2 separate regions of the Pan troglodytes genome follow, and region 1 is linked to region 2. A link is a contact called in public capture Hi-C data. All regions are on one chromosome and are shown on one strand. The core of a region is the stretch at or near the end of the contact, and the rest is flanking DNA. Distances in the headings are between cores, read along the strand shown.

Evidence for each region. Capture Hi-C pulls out chosen DNA fragments and counts their contacts.
Region 1: a capture Hi-C map of stem cell-derived neural stem cells shows a contact between it and region 2, with 5 times the contacts expected there. The contact joins two enhancer-like sites. A contact is called at or near these places in 2 of 7 Hi-C or Micro-C datasets (induced pluripotent stem cells and stem cell-derived neural progenitor cells) and 1 of 1 other capture datasets (stem cell-derived neural stem cells).

The regions. Positions count from the first base shown.
Region 1 is chr18:85,219,619-85,223,670 of NHGRI_mPanTro3-v2.0_pri, reverse strand. No RefSeq gene overlaps it. Among named protein-coding and RNA genes, the nearest start is that of C16H16orf95, 260 kb to the left of the region's middle. Within about 2 kb of position 1,865, at least 2 of the 24 cell types and tissues checked have an H3K27ac peak or open chromatin away from gene starts, as enhancers often do. A contact at or near this core is called in stem cell-derived neural stem cells, where this site is marked.
Region 2 is chr18:85,036,912-85,041,047 of NHGRI_mPanTro3-v2.0_pri, reverse strand. All of the region lies in intron 2 of LOC129137364 (a long non-coding RNA gene), which reads left to right. Among named protein-coding and RNA genes, the nearest start is that of FOXL1, 300 kb to the right of the region's middle. Within about 2 kb of position 1,922, at least 1 of the 24 cell types and tissues checked has an H3K27ac peak or open chromatin away from gene starts, as enhancers often do. A contact at or near this core is called in stem cell-derived neural stem cells, where this site is marked.

The sequences.
Region 1 (4,052 bases), core at 616-3,115, 180 kb before region 2:
GTTCCTTCTGGGGAGACCCCTCTGATGATGCCAGGGTCTGAAGATGAATTTGGGATGTCTCTGGAACCTTTTCTGGCAAAGGAAGGGACAGTAAGATCAGGGGTCCCTGAGTGTGTTTCCTGGGAAAATGTTTCCATGAATGTCATGCCGAGTCCTTGCCTTCTCCAGCTTCCAGAGGCTGCCTCATTCTTTGGCTCATGGCCCATTCCTTCGTCTTCAAAGACAGCAGGGTCCCATCTATCCCTCCACCCTCTGCATCCGTTTCTTCTATGACTTCCTCTTCCACCTCTATTTTCCACTTTTATGGAGCCTGTGCTTACACTGGACTCACTCAGATAATCCAGGACTATCTCTTTATTTTAAGGTCAGCTGATTAGCAACCTACTTCCATCTGCAACTCCAGTGTCCTGGTTCTGGAGTTTAGGATGTGGACATCTTTTGGGGAGCTAATATGATGTCTACCACGTTGCTATTGTCTGTTCTGTCATGGCCTCAACATGGCTGCTAGATCTCCAGACATCAGATCTGTATTCACAGAAGGAAGAGAGGAGAAGGTTACTAGCACTGTGCCTTTTGATTAAGAAAACAAAAGGTTTCCCAGAAGTGTCCCAACAGACTCTGTTTGTATCCCATGGGTCACATGGTCACATCTAGCTGCAAGGGATGTTGGCAAGGTATACAATAGGCAGGAGGCAGCAAGGGAGAAGTTGTGTGCCAGTGACTCAAGGAGGCACATCTGTGGAATCTGTGCAGCCTCCTCCCAGATCCTTAATTTCAGCAAATCCTTGAGGACAGGCCACCCGTAATAGGAAGTGGTGGCTTCCAAAGTGTTTCTTTATGGCTTTCTAGTGGAATATAGTTTATAGGCGCTCTGGGAGTTCTAAAACAGAACTTTAATATCTACCCCTGGAATTGTGCGGGAGGCCATGGGCTTTGGAATGGGCTGACCTGGGTTCTAGCACCTTTTTGACTTGAGAACTAGAGAGAATGTGTGCATAAGTTAAGCTCTCCCTAGCTCGAAAACGCTTCATAACCTGGCATACATCAGTTTCCTCATGGGGTAAATGGTACTGGTAAGGGTGTGAGGCTTGCAGGCCTCTGTGAGGTGAGATGGGATCATACAGAAGAGTTCAGAGCATCTCAGGGTCCTCAGCCGCCAGCCGTTAACCAAACCCACATGATCACAGCAAGGCCTGGAAGAATGCAGAGGGGTAGTTTCCACCTGCAGCACCTTTTTGCAGGTGGGGAAACTGAGGCACAGAGACAAGCGGCCACTCTTCCAGGCCTCCGCAACCAGTATGTGTTAGGGTGGAGCTAAAGTCAGCCTGAGGAGTGATTTCAGGGACGAGCAAAATCAGCGACCAGGGTCCCCGGTCAGTGTGGATCCCCCTGCCCTGGCCCTGGGCCCCCTCCCCAACAAGGTCCTGTCCCAAGGTGGGTGAAGGGTGAAGGGGCCTGCGCAGCTCCCCTGCTGGCGGGCGGGTGCTTCCCTGCCAGCCTGTTTGTTTTGGGCATCTTTCTCATGTCCTCCAAGCTTGCCGCCAGCAGTGTGCTCCCCCGGGGGATGCCGGCGGTGAGAACCTGGGAACTGCCTCTTATCTCTGCAGAGCAGGATGTGTCCTGTGCTGCGCGTCCCCGGTGAGCTTTCCAAGCGCTGTGATGAGCTTGCAGATTTCAGCAGGCGATTGCTCCGGCCGTCCCCCGCCAGCCTTGGGGGGGCTGTGTTTTGTTTCCCAGGCCCCTCGGCACTGCACCAGGGATCCTGCCACCTCCTGCTCCCGTGTCCCTGGCCTTTCAGCTGCTCTGAGTCCATGATCGCCCCTGTAGGTCCAGCCCAGCCGACGGCCAGTGAGAAATGGCACGGGGTGAACTCCTGTTTCCGCCCATTCTTTGTGCAGGGGCAGTGGGTGGTTCCCAGCTGGGGAGGGCTGGGGGCGGGGGGAGGGGGGGCGCAGTGCCCCACATGGCCCTCGGAGGCGCTGTGCAGGCCCGGGTTCTGCCCTCATCCCATCCATACCAACTTCTGAAAGGTGCTCCGACCCAGTGGTGAGTGGATGGAAACAGGTAATTAACCTGATTATACGATGGAGTGTGGGCAGGGCGTCTCAATCTTACCTCCAGTGATATTTGTTTAAAATGCAGATTCTCAGGTCCTGGGGTTCGGCGAGGCACATTCGAACTGGGGTAGGACCCATGATTCTTAATTTACACCAGGCCCCCAGTAATTCTTCTGATGTGGCAAATTTGGGAAAATACTGGCCTGGCAGTTTGGCCCAGGCTCTGGAAACAGGCTAAGTTCCAACTTCACTGCAATCCCCGGTCACTGCGCCTCTTGGAGCTTCTCAGACCACAGTCTCCTCTTCTGTTGACTGGGTCTGATGTTATCTTCCTTCTGTGATTGTTGGGAGAAATCCCAGAGTGCTCTGCACACAGCCAAGCATCCATTGGGTGTTCAGGAAAGGATTAATGCTTATTGTCCAGATGATATTCAAAGACAGAAATCTCCTGGCAAGGTTTCTGATAATCACAAAAACCAGACAGAACAAACTGAGCTAATAGGGTTGGAGTTAAAAGTAGAGACCTTGAATGTTTTGAGCACACTTGGTGGCCTCGTTTTAGGCGTGAACACAATTTCCATTGGAAAATTTTAAACATTGACAGCAATAGAAGGGACTCCATTTCTGTGCTGTCCTCTGTATCCAGGAGCCCTTAAGGAGATCACTGAGTAACTGTGGGGTTCTCAGAGCTGAAGGCATTGGGGCAAGAGAGGGGGTTGAGTCTTCTCAGGATACAGCACGTTGATGAAAGAACCAGCACAGTCGAACATGCATCCCACAAGGAGACATACAGTGGCAAGGAAGGACCCTGCGAGGCCATTGGAGACACTGCTGTCAGATGGGATGAGCAGGCCCCTTCTGGCAGCATCTGCTGAGTTAGCATCAGGCTGGACCACAGAGACGATGCCTGCAAGAGCTGCAAACGCAGGCCATCCCACCAGCTCTCGTGCAGGAGATGCTAGCTCCTCATCAGGCTCTGAGCCAAGCACATCATCTGCCTTCTGCCCCTCAGTTTCCTAGTGTGTAAAATGAGGATGTTGTGACTCTTACTCCATCAGTCCTTAGGAGGATTCAGGGAGGTGAGGCATAGGAAGTTCTCTGCTTGGTCGCTAGCGAACATCGGTGTTGGTAGAGTTATCTCTTTTTTTTACACGTAGGAGAACTGGAGCAGGCATGGCAGAATTCCTCACTAGCAGAAGACCCCCTGGCAGACATGTGGAGAGATCTGAGCCACTATAGACACGGCAGCAGGACAGGGCTTTGGAGGAGGGACCTGAGCGGTAGCCTTGGTCCACTGCAGACATCAGCAAGCTCTTAGATCAGGCGGGGAACCGGTCCACCCACTCATGCTCTGGTTTAGCTCCCTACTCTGCTTTCTGAGAGTCAGTTTGGAAGGGAACCTAGCGGAGCTCCTCAGAGTCTCGGGGTCCTTGTCTTTGATGAACTTTCTACTTGGTCATAGGCAGCCTCTGAATATTCTCTCCTCCCAAGGTTTCTGTTGATCCCAAGCAGGAGGCGCGTGCGCAGAGCTGGTTTATGCCGATTGGCTTGTGTTTTGCCAAGCAAGGGTGCAATGAAATGGGAAGAGTGGGGGCTGCATGAACGGCCTCATGCTGTATTTCTGAGAGGTGTTTTTCTGCAACAGGAACACACATACACACATGTGCTCACCAACACACAATTCCCCTGCACACACACACACATACATGACATGCATGTACACACACTGTACACATTCATTCACATGCACAGAACATGCACCAACACACATGTACACACACACACACAGAAGGGGACTGACTGTGGAAACCCAAGTCAAGCGCATCCTCCATGACCCAACCCCTGAGCTCCTTCCTCCCCTCCACCTGAGACATGGCTGCTTCTGTGCATTAGGTCGTTCTGTTCCTGTTGAATTCAGGCTCCACCACTGTGGGGTCTTGGTCATATTGCTGAATGGCCCTGATGCTCAGCTTCCTTGTCTGTGAAGTGGACACA
Region 2 (4,136 bases), core at 673-3,172:
TCTCATTTTAACTTGATCACCTCTGCAAAGACTGTTGTCAAATTAGGTCACATTCTGAGGATCCAGAGTCAGGATACCATCATATCTTTTTGAGGGGACATAATTTACCCCCACAACAGAGAGGAGGAATCTTCTATGGGTCTGAATATTGTTAGCACCTTTACATTTCAACATGCATAGGACTCTGCCGCCTCCTGCTCCTAAGGCTGGCTGCTGACCAAGCAGCACCTGCAGGGCTCAGGGTTCCAATAATGTGGGGACCCCCCCTTTCTACATCCAGTTCTCCAGAGAACAGGCTTACTTGGGGCCGCTGGGCCCTGGAAGTCCTTCTATTTCATTTATTTTATGTAAGAGACTCATCTGTGTCTCATACACTTCTCTTTGCACTTAACCATAATCCTGGTGTTAGTTAGAAACTATCCAGAAAAGAGACAATCTGCCTGGTGGCACGGGAGGTCGGAACTGGAAAAGGCCTTAGAGGAAATCAATTTCCAGCCCAGTGTTCTTCAGGCTGGGCTTTGTGCTACTGCAGAATTCCTGGGAGTTTGGTGGCCTCTGTTGGGTCTTAGTTTGGGCTCCTCAGAAGCATACCTAGAGACAAGGAGTCATGGGCAAGCTGTTTATTTGGGAGGTGACCCAGGGAAACCCCCAAGGGAGTGGGGAGGCAGGACAGGGAAGGGGAACAGCAGCAGAGCTTTAGTTCATAGGCAGCCACTGCCCCGGGCACCTGGGGTTCAGTACCACTGTGGACCTCTGGGGGTCAGTGTAGAGCTGGCCTCAGTTATCTCAGTGAATGAGTGAGGGAGCTGGGATATTTATACATCACATCCCCTGTCTGCTATTGGCAGTGGGCTGATTCTGTTAGAGCCACAGGGATTCACAGTAAATGGTCTTTTGTGAGGCACATCAGGGGATGAAGAGGGGGCACCAACAATTACTATAAGGGGGCACCAAGGTATCAGATTCAGATGTTGATTTAAAGGCTGAGCATCTGCATGAGGATTTTAAAAAACAATCTACAGGTGTGTTAAACATAACAGCAGTGTCAATGGAGCAGGAGGGCAATGAATGGAAAGTAATTCTTCCCTGGAGTCCAGTTCCCAGTCCCTCCCCAGAGCACTGAGTGAGTGTCTCATGGGTCCTTCTGATGTTTTGTTTCTGTATCTGAGCAGATGCAAAGAAAAGACCCACTTTCCTTACTCAGTGGTAGCCTGCTATTGATGCCTCCAATGCTTTGCCCTTTTCCTCAGCAATTCACCTGGAATTCTTTCCTGTCCATATGCTTGGTGATGCCTCATCCTTTTTATTTACCATGGCAGCATAGGACATAGTACTCCAGTGTGTGGACATGGTACTCCAGTGTGTGGACATGGTACCCCAGTGTGGGGACATGGTATTCCAGTATGTGGACATACCATGACTTATTTATTCTGTCTTCTGATACTGGGCATTTTGGTTGTTTCCAATCTTTTGTTACTACAAACAAGGGTGTAACAAAATGTTTATCTCTTTGTACAGAGGCATGAATTGATCCATTGGATAAATCCCTAGAAGTGGAATTTATTTGGTAGAATCTTCTGTTTTTAAGTTTTTGGCAAATACTGTCCAAACACTTTTGAAAGAAGTTGACCGATTTGACATTCTTGTGGCAAGAGCCCATGGGGTGCATGGCTCAGATGTCCCTCATGTCAGGAGAAACCCTGCTGTGGGGTGAAGGTGGCTGGTGCCTCCAGCTTCCAGTGCCCTCTGGCTCTGCCTCTGCTCTCCAGCCAAGGCCCCATGTCTCCAGGGCAGCTAATGGCCAAGCATGGCAGAAGCACAGGGCCCCTCCATTTCTGCCTAGCAGGGGCATCCTCTAGGGGGCACCTTCAGTCTGGGGCTCTCGGTCAGCATGGCTGAGACATCCTCTGAGATACACTGCAGGATGAGGCTCTTGCTACTGCATGCTCCTTCCTTCCCCTCTCCTCTCACGGGTGTCGGACCAGCATTGCAATCTGAAGGCTCGCCCACACCCTCCAGCTCCCCCTCCATTTTCTGCAGTGCACTAGCACCACCTCCCTAATACATAGCTCACATTCCTGACTCCATCGTGGCATTCCTTCCTGAAGACCCATGCTGACACCCACTGACAATGTGTGAGGATGGGCTTCTGATGGTACTCGGTGAGCAGGGGTCTATGGCTAAGTGGTTTCTGAGCTCCCAAGCTTATCCAAATCTCTCACTTTATAACAGGAAATCTAAGGCCTAGAGAGGGCAAGCCACTTGCCTGAGGCCACACACTCAGGGGTAGCAGGCCCTGAGTGCCACACCAGGCCGCACCGAAGTGCTCCCTCAATCTCAGACACCAGCTGACCTTGATTGTCCCAGCTCCCGGCCAAAACCAAGCCCGGAGCAGACATGTGTGGCCTGGACTACCTCTCCTGCTCTCCAGATCTTCTCAGGGACAGGGTTCAAAGTTCCCTAAAACGTGTTGGGGGAAATTGCATCCCAGTTTTTGGAAAGCCTGGCCAATTTCTTCCCATGCAGCCATTTCTGCGTCAATACGGGCTATGCACAGATGCCAGTGCCAGCTCCCACTCCTCCGTGGTCAGCCGAGCAGGGACCAGAACTCAGAGAGAAGCACTTTCCAGAGGAGCAGAGTGGGTGAGGGAGACGAGGAGGGAGACAGTGGGCCACAGATTCTCATCACGTTTTCCCCTCCCGTGCTTTCAGGGGCTTAAACAGCAATAAAAGAATGTGCGATTGTCAGCATAAATCAAGAAAATCGGAATTCTGCTGAGCAAGCGAGAACATTGGACTTGAAAGAGCCATTTGCTAAATGTGAAAGGAGCCCTTGAAAGTGTTCCTGGAGGCCTCTTTCCAGCCCAGCTAGTTTGGGACTGAGCTAGATCACGGGCTGGTGCTGAGGGCGTGGCCTCAGGGCTCAGGGCAGCCGCATTTGGGCTTGGCTATGCCCCACCTGGTATGGCTCTGCAGGCAGCTGGGTGGTTGGGTCCTGGCACCAAGATGAGTGAGGGAGGGAAGGACGAGGAGATGGCGTGGAGACAGGGTCCTCGCCAAACATACTTGTGTAAGCCCCCAGAGGGCAGAGCCAGAGCTCATCTTTTATTCATCTCTAAGTTTCTCTCAGCCCTTAGCATAAGGGAACTCCTGCTCACTGGAGTTTCCTTTGCTGACTGAGTGAATAAAGGAAATAGAAAGGCAGGGAGGGAAGAAAGGGGGAAGGGGGAGGGAGGGGAGGAGAGAAGGGAAGGAGGGAGGAAGAAGCAAACCCCTGTATTAGTCCATTTTCACACTGCTATAAAGATACTACCCAAGACTGGGTAATTTATAAAGGAAAGAGGTTTAATTGACTCACAGTTCCCATGGCTGGGGAGGCCTCAGGAAACTGACAATCGTGGCAGAAGGCAAAGAAGAAGCAAGGACTTTCTTCACAAGGTGGCAGGAAAGAGAAAAGCCCAGGGGAAACTGCCAAGCACTTTTAAACTATAGGATCTCATGAGAACTCACTCACTATCAGAGATTTTAAACCATCGGATCTCATGAGAACTCACTATCACAAGATTTTAAACCATCGGATCTCAGGAGAACTCACTCACTATCACCAGAACAGCCTGGGGGAAACCGCCCCCGTGATCCAATCACGTCCCACCAGGTCCTTCCCTCCACACGTGGGGATTATGGGGATTACAATTTGAGATGAGATTTGGGTGGGGACACGACCAAACCATATCACCCCCAAGTGCTTTTTCCTGTTCACCGTGAGTCATTTTAATTAGACGCTGGCCTAACCTTTCGGCTCAGCAGATGGGACCCGGCCACCTGCCCCAGCACCCCCTGGGTGGGCACAGCCATGGCCTGCAGCAGACAGTCCTGAGGTCAGCGCCCAGCTGTGGACCCATAGATGCCCTCAATGGAGAGCAGAGACCATGCCTCGGTTTCTACACTGGCCCCAGGCTTTGCAGAGGAGCGACGTGTTGTCCAGTAGCTTCGTGGTGATCATCAACATCCAGGCCATCCTCGACTGGACTAGTGCCATTCACGGTTCTTACCTGTACCATGTCCACATGCTGGGGTACCCCTGAGCTTAAACCTGTGCAACAGCCTGAGGAAGAACCTTGATCTGGCTTTCCCAG